2 separate regions of the Sus scrofa genome follow, and region 2 is linked to region 1. Evidence: chromatin contacts called from public Hi-C data. All regions are on one chromosome and are shown on one strand. The core of a region is the stretch at or near the end of the contact, and the rest is flanking DNA. Distances in the headings are between cores, read along the strand shown. Region 1 overlaps TNRC18 (trinucleotide repeat-containing gene 18 protein). Region 2 has its middle 20 kb from the start of TNRC18.

The links. Hi-C and Micro-C count contacts between places; a contact is called where the count stands out from the background.
Region 2: a Hi-C map of alveolar macrophages shows a contact between it and region 1, with 3 times the contacts expected there. The contact joins two enhancer-like sites. A contact is called at or near these places in 1 of 5 promoter capture datasets (liver) and 23 of 47 Hi-C or Micro-C datasets (alveolar macrophages, blood, brain and 10 more).

Annotation. Positions count from the first base shown.
Region 1 is chr3:3,948,172-3,951,900 of Sscrofa11.1, forward strand. TNRC18 (trinucleotide repeat-containing gene 18 protein) reads right to left here. Exons shown (of 32, transcript XM_021086041.1): 14 at 340-527. Among named protein-coding and RNA genes, the nearest start is that of TNRC18, 46 kb to the right of the region's middle. Within about 2 kb of position 2,005, at least 13 of the 83 cell types and tissues checked have an H3K27ac peak or open chromatin away from gene starts, as enhancers often do. A contact at or near this core is called in alveolar macrophages, where this site is marked.
Region 2 is chr3:4,013,944-4,017,672 of Sscrofa11.1, forward strand. No RefSeq gene overlaps it. Among named protein-coding and RNA genes, the nearest start is that of TNRC18, 20 kb to the left of the region's middle. Within about 2 kb of position 1,923, at least 12 of the 83 cell types and tissues checked have an H3K27ac peak or open chromatin away from gene starts, as enhancers often do. A contact at or near this core is called in alveolar macrophages, where this site is marked.

The DNA.
Region 1 (3,729 bases), core at 755-3,254:
GTCGAGGCGAGTGGCCCAAATCAAGGGCTCGAGCTGAGCTGGCTGTCTCCACGTGTGCCACGCACGTGCCACGTGCAGACGGGGCTCGGGGGCGAGGCCCAAGGCCCCCAGGCGGGGAGGGGCACGGCCAGGCCCTCCCCTCCTGAGCCACCAAGCTGCCCCCCACGGAAACGGACGTGTGAGCGCGCGATGAGCTCAGGCCCAGGAAGAGGAAAGGACTCGCTCGGGACCGGCCGGCAGCTGGTGGTGGCGGCCGGAGATGTGGACGCAGACGGCGGCCCTGGGGGTGCCCCGCCCCCGCCCCACCCCACCCCTCCAGCCAGGCCCAGGCCACCTCACCCGCTCATCCTTCTTCTGCATCCAGCTGTACTTCTTGTTGGGGTTCAGCTCCCGCGGAAGCCGCAGGTTCTTGAGCGGATCCACGAAGGGGCCGTCCAGCACCTCCTTCAGCATGTGGCTGCTGGCCGCCAGCAGGCTCTCCAGCGACGGCCGCACCACCGGGCCCCGCTCGGCACTGGCACCTGCACCTGCGGAAGGAGGCAAGTGAGCTCCCGCGCTCCCAGCGGCATGGGGGCAGGACTCACAGGCACTGCAGCCAGGCCCCCTCAGACCCCCTACAGGAAGAGGCTGTGGCCCAAAGCAAGCTCACGACTGGCCTGGGACCCCCCCGGCCCATAGGGACGCTGTCAGAACCACAGCCTTTCCCCGACGCGGGAAACAGTGCGGAGAACAGGTCAGAGCAAGGACACACGGCGAGGTCCTGCTCCTCTCAACATGTCTGTGCACAGGCTGGCAGAGGGTCCCCGGAAGGCGGCCAGCTGCCTCCTCGCCGTGTGGCACTCTCTGTGTTGCTTTGTCCTGAAAATCTTCCACGAGGAATATCGGAAAAAAAGAGCCCCATGTTAACTTTCCTAAAATGTACCGGTAACATGCGCACATGATAAGAACCACACATGGCAGAGAACCCTACCCCGTGTTGTGTGATCACCTGTGTGGGAAGAGAAGCTAACAGAGAACGGCTGTGGGCCCATGCGTGACGGAACCACTGTGCTGTGCAGCAGAAATCAGCACAGCCTTGTAAGTCAACTCTACTTCCATCAAACTTTAAAACATAAAAAAACAAACTAAAAAGCACGAACCAAGCGGAAAGAGCAAGGAGTGGTGAACCAACAGCCTCCCCCCCGCCCCGCCCCCGTCACGCAGGTCCCTCCCCGGAGGTGCCTCTGCTAAAGCTTCTGGCAGATGGTTCCAGAGAGTTATACATATTCAAACATACATACCATGTACAGGCATCCTTTATAAATATAAAAATGGCATCCATCAACACATATCATCTCACACTTGGCTTTCTTCTACCTAACATCTTTTCACATGAGCACAAAAACACAAATACACACTCATGCTATAGCGTGAACCTCACAAAAGCACCATTTCAGTAAGTCAAACACACTAGCATGTCATCAGCCCAGCTGACAGCAGCTTAGAATTCTCTTGGGTGGATGAGTTTGAAGTTATCGAAATGATCCCCCACTGATGGCATTTAAGTTGTTCCTGATTTTTTTTTCTTGTAGGGAACAGACAGGCACTGTTTGGAAAATTCCTTCCCTGTGCAATGAACGGGATGAAGGCATGTGTGTTTCTCTCTGATACACATTCCAGCTGCCCTTTGCAAAGGCTGTACCAGCTCAGGATCTCAGCAGCGGTACCTGAGAGCCGTACCTTATTTCCCCACCCTCTTTCTACCAACGTAGCACGAGTTTCCATTTTTGCATCCGTATTTCCTTGGTGATCGAATACATAAGCAGTCTTTGCCGATGTTCCACGGGTGCTCGAGGGGGGACCTGTCCTCCTTGCTACCAGCCTGCCAAGTTCCATCCAGTCAGCATTAATAATTCTATTATTATGATCACTCGGGGCTTCTGAACCCCAGCACACGGCCAGAGCCGCCTTCGGGATGTTCAGCAGCGTCGCTTACTCTGAGCCACTAGATGGCAGCAGTGCTCTCAAGCTGTCACAGCCGAGTGTCACCGGTGGCCAGTGGAGAGTCATGTCTTTATGGACGCTGAGGCCACAAAACGGTGCACCGTCAGCTCCCAGGGGTTGGCACGAGATACAAGCCTGCGGCCCAGTCGAGGTGACACACCCCACCCCGCCCCCCTCAAGCTCTTTGAGGTGTAAGATTCTTGGTTGCTGGGTAAAGCGCGGAAGGGCTGCTCCATCAGAGGGGACAAAGGAGCCACTCTGTCACCTTTCACCCTCCCACAAGCCAGCCTTGCCGGGACGCTCACGACTGACAGCCCAGAACCACGGGAATGATGGGAGGCCAACAGCTGTGGGCTGAACTGTGCGCCCCAAATTCACGTCCCGAAGCCCTAGCCCCGGGACCTCGGACTGTCAGGGCTTCAAAGATGAGGACATCAGCTAAAGTGAGGGCTTCAGGGGGGCCCTGACCCAACGAGGACATCTGGTTACAGAGGAAGACGGTGTGAGGACACGGGCACAGGACTGCGATCGCCAAGCTGAGGCCTCAGCAAGAACTGACCCAAGCCTGTCACACCTTGATCTCGAACTCCCAGCCTCCAAACCACAAGACCACACGCCTCGGTGAGTCACGACCCGCCCCCTGCCCGCATCGGGAGCATCTGCTTCAGCAGCCCGAGCAGACCCAGACACCAGCCTTGCGGCTTTACCAGCGCAGAGGAGACTGGGGGCACTGGGACCCCCACGGGACCAGGCGTCTGTCACAGAGGCTAAGGCCGGAGGACAGGAAGGATGGCGCCACGGGGGGCCAGCGGTGTGGACGTGGGGGCCCAGGAGCCTTGGCTCTACTGTGCGACTGACCCGGCTCTGAGCAGAAACCCCAGGAGACTTGGTGCTCAGGGACCTTCCTGGACCTCAGGGCAGAAAAGGGCCCGGGATCCTCGCTCGGCCCTGCGGGGCACTCGGGCCTCCAAGGGCAGGATCCACCCGGCTCCGCCCCCACCCCAGGGGCCCAGATCCCAGGCTGGGCCACCGCACGGCTGCAGGGCTGCAGGGCACGGAAGGGCATCGCAAACATCCACAGCAAACACCGGGTCCACACCGCGGCGGGGCTTCCTCAGACCTGCCCCCCCACCCCCCCAATTCCCCCACTCCCCCAGCTCAGAAGCTGGACTCCTCATCTTCCAACAACAGCTCAGGCCAAAACCCGCAGAGCTGCCCTTCCCCCCAGAGCATCAGCAGAGCCCCCTGGAATCAGCCTGCTCCTTGCTTCTGTGCCCTCCCCGCACGGGCCGGGGTCACGCCTGCCCCACGCAAGCGCAGTGAAGCCCGAGCCACCTCGCCCTGCTTCTCCCCTACACTCGGTGATGGAGCCTCGGGATCACCCCCGCCCCAGGGACCCCGCTGACCGTCATCCTGGCCGATACTACCTGCCTCCCGCTCTGCTCCAGCCCCTGGCCTCCCAGACTCTGTTCTGATAGGGCACGGTCACCTCAGGGCCTGTGGACCTGCTACCCCTTGGGTCTGGCCTGGAGCATCTTCCTCCCCAACCATCAAGAGGGGCTTGGCTGGCCAACCGCCATAGGTGACCACCCTTCCCACCCCTGTCCTGTCCCCTTCCCACCATTTCTGTCACCACGGGACAAGTGCCGTATGTGGCTGCCCTTGCTCACTGCTGGCCCAGCACCAAACAAGGCCAGACACACAGTAGGAGCTTCCTGAGGACAGGAATGAAGCAGCAGTGGGCAG
Region 2 (3,729 bases), core at 673-3,172, 66 kb after region 1:
ATTCGGAGGCACCGGAGGCCAGGACGCAGTGTCTGCCCTCGGGAGGGGGTCCCACCTGAGCCCATAAGCGCCCTGAACCACAGTCTGAGTGGCCCTAGAAGGCACCTGCCGCGGACCGACCGGTGGAGGACCCAGCCTGGGCAAAGGCCCAGGGGCTTGGCCGAGCCTGACCTGATCCTTATCTCACCTGCTCCTCAGGCTTATCTTGTTTGGCCGAGACCTGAGAGCCAGGAACCAGAGGAACCTCAAGGGAAATGACTTGGCAGAGAAACAAGCAGAGGCTGTGGCTCCGCAAACAGGGGCCGTGGCGGACAGGGCAGTGGGCACCTCAGCGACTTCCTAGGTTGAAGAGCATCATCCCCCAAATTCACGTCCACGGAACCTCAGAATCATCTTTATTTGGAAACCAGGGTCTTTGCAGATGCTATTAAGATGATTGTAATGAAAACGCAGCCAAGCTGCGGTCACACTGGATTTTTCTGGTGACCCCGTCCAGGGACTGGAGTTCGTAGTTCTTCCTTCTTCATAGAAGAACTGGGAAATTGGAGTGTCCTTTGTGGCTCAGCAGTTAGTGAACCTGACTAGTATCCATGAGGATGCAGGTTCGATCCCTGGCCTCGCTCAGTGGGCTAAGGATCCAGCGTCGCTGTGAGCTGTGGTGGAGGTTGCAGACGTGGCTCAGATTCCGAGTTGCTGTGGCTGTGGTGTAGGCGAGTAGCTGTAGCTCCAATTTGACCCCCAGCCTGGGAACTTCCCTATGCTGCAGGGGCGGCCCTAAAAAAAAACTGGAAATTGGAGTTCCCATTCTGGTGCAGTGGGAGTGAATCCAGTGAGTATCCATGAGGATGCAGGTCTGATCCCTGGGCTTGATCAGTGGGTTAAGGATCCAGCTATTGCCATGAGTTGTGGTGTTAAGTCATACATGTAGCTCGGATCCCGTGTTGCTGTGGCTGTGGTGTAGGCTGGTAGCTATAGCTCCAGTTTGACCCCTAGCCTGAGAACTTCCATATGTCACCCTAAAAATCAGGAACCAAAAAAAAAAAGAATTGGGAAATTGAGGAGTTTCCTGGGGGCTCCGTGGGTTAAGGACCCAGCATTGTCACTGCTGTGCTTGGGGTTGATTCCTGGCAGGGGAACTTCTGCATGGACACACACTGAGAAGACAGTCCTGTGATGCATGCAAGGGCCAAGGAGCCCCTGCCACCCCCAGGAGCTGGGAAATAGCCCCCCCGGGCCCTCAGAGAGGGCAGGGCCCTGCCAAGCCTTGATGTAGAACCTCTGGCCTCTGGAATTGCGAGAGAAGAAACATTTCTGGGCTTAAGCTGCTCACTCTGTGATCATTTGTTCAGGCAGCCACAGAAAACTGGTACAACGGGATTCCAGCGGGACCCGCCTCTGGGGACCCACTTTTCCCAGCTCTCATTCACCCAGCTCCTCCCCCACCCATAGGCCCAAGCGTCCACTCGGAGGAGCCTGGAGTGTGGCCAGCAAGGTAGACCGGGACCCAGCCAACCCAGGAACAAGGGGGCGGGGGTGTTTGTGGCCACTGACAGCTTCGAAACATACCTGCCCCTTCCCAACACACCCCATCCATAGATGGACTGTGAGTCCCCTCCCTTTGAACCCGGGCAGGCCGGGCACTGCCTGACCCAAAGCTCATGTCCGAGGCCAGGTCACCAGAGGCCACACAGCCTCCACCTGGCTGTCCAAGCCTCAGGGGCAGGCAGGTCGCCAGCTGAGGAGTCCAAGGAGCCTGGGCCACTAGGTTGCAAGGAAGCCCCAGGCACACAGAGAGGCCACCCACACGTGCCCAGCTCCCCACCTATGCCAGCATCACCAGGGGGCACCACAGGGTCAGCGCCCCGGGGTCATCTGAGTGATCTCAGTCCGGGGACCGCCCCACTGGGCGTCTCCCCAATTTCCTGACCCGCAAGAGCCTGAGCTGAACAGAAGGTCCTGATGTGCCACGCCCTGTACCAGTGTGTGGCACAGCAGTGGCGACGGAACTGCCGCTGGCCCAGAGGGGAGATACTGGGAGTGGTGGACAGAGGCCAGGCCAGGCTAAGCACCTCTCACCCTCTCCCTGGCTGGGTGAGTCCACACCCGTCTGATCTGCCAGCATCCTGGAGACAAAGCCGGCCCCAAGTCTGACACCCCCAGAGGGTGGGGGGTCCCTCATGGGCCACAGTGGCTGCTACTCCTGGGGAAGAAAGCTGCCCCCACCTCACCCCGGCAGGGCCTCGGTGGGAGCCAGGGGGCAGGTGGGCAAGTGGCCACCTGGGCTCTCTCCGTGCCCACCCACCCCAACACCTGCCCAGCTGGCAATATTTCAGAGCAGGGTGGAGGAGCCTTGGCGAGCTGGCCGGGGGGCCTGGCTGAAAATAGCCGCCACCAGGCCTTTATTTTGTCTGCAGCTCAGCCCTGCCCCCTGGTTCCTCTCAGGCTGCTTGATGATGGCATTTAAACATCATTTGGAGAACCTGAGCCTTCCCAGAGCACCCAGGGACGCACATGCGCACGCGTGCGTGCTCGCACCTCGGCCCAGCTCACCCTCCACGGCTGGGCAGCTTCCAACCACAGAAAGGCGCTCTCTGGCAGTCCCAAGGCCAGGAGTCCAACTCCAGGAGTCAGCAGGACCTGCTCCCTCTGAAACCTGCAGGGGCTCCTGCCCTGGCTGCCCCTCCCCCTCCCCCGAGTTGGTGGGGGTGGCTGGTGCCCCTGGGCGCTCCTGGGCTTTCAGCTGCAGCAAGTGGTCTCGGCCTCTCCCATCACATGTTCCTGCCCTGTTTCTGCCTCATCCTCTTTTTTTTTGGTCTTTTTGCCTTTTCTAGGGCCACATCCGTGGCATATGGAGGTTCCCAGGCTAGGGGTCGAATCGGAGCTGTAGCCACCAGCCTACACCACAGCCACAGCAATGCAGGATCCGAGCCGTGTGTGCAACCTACACCACAGCTCACAGCAATGCCGGATCCTTAACCCATGGAGCGAGGCCAGGGATCGAACCTGCAACCTCATGGTTCCTCGTTGGATTCGTTAACCACTGAGCCACGACAGGAACTCCCCTGCCTCATCCTCTTACCCTGACACCGTCACACTGAATTGGGCTCAGCCTCATAACTTCATCTTGATTATCTCTGCAAAGACCCTGTCGCCAAATAGTCACGCTCACTGGCAGCGGGGGAGGGGGAGGAGGGTTCGGCGGTCCATCTATCTTTTGGGGGGACGGGATGTGATGCAACCTACTAGAACATTCTTCGCATTGGTCTGAGCTTGGGCCTCCCCTGCTCACCAGGCCCCTTCCTGCCCCACCCCAGTCTAGATGCCTGTGTCCCGTCCCCAACAAGGGATGCCACCTGTTACCCGGAAGGGCTGGCAGGGGCTCAGGCACACAGGTGACAACAGGTAGCACAGGGGGTCCAAGCCAGCCAATGGTTACAGCTTAATTTTTTTTCTTTTTTTTTTTTTTTTTGCTTCATAACCCACTGAGCCACAGCGGGAACTCCTACCTGTTTAAATTCTCCCGAGCCAGCTTGTGAAGACCTGAAGGGCTGAGCCTCCTTGACGTGCCACCATCCGAGCCTCCCAGGAACCCCCCAGACTTCCCAAGGCTACAGGATGGACGCCTGGCCCAGCAGGGGTCCTGGGCTACCAGTCCAGGCTGTATCTCCTTGGGCTGGCTTCTGCAGGCTACAAATACTGTGACTGTCACCCTGCTCCTCTCAGAGAAGC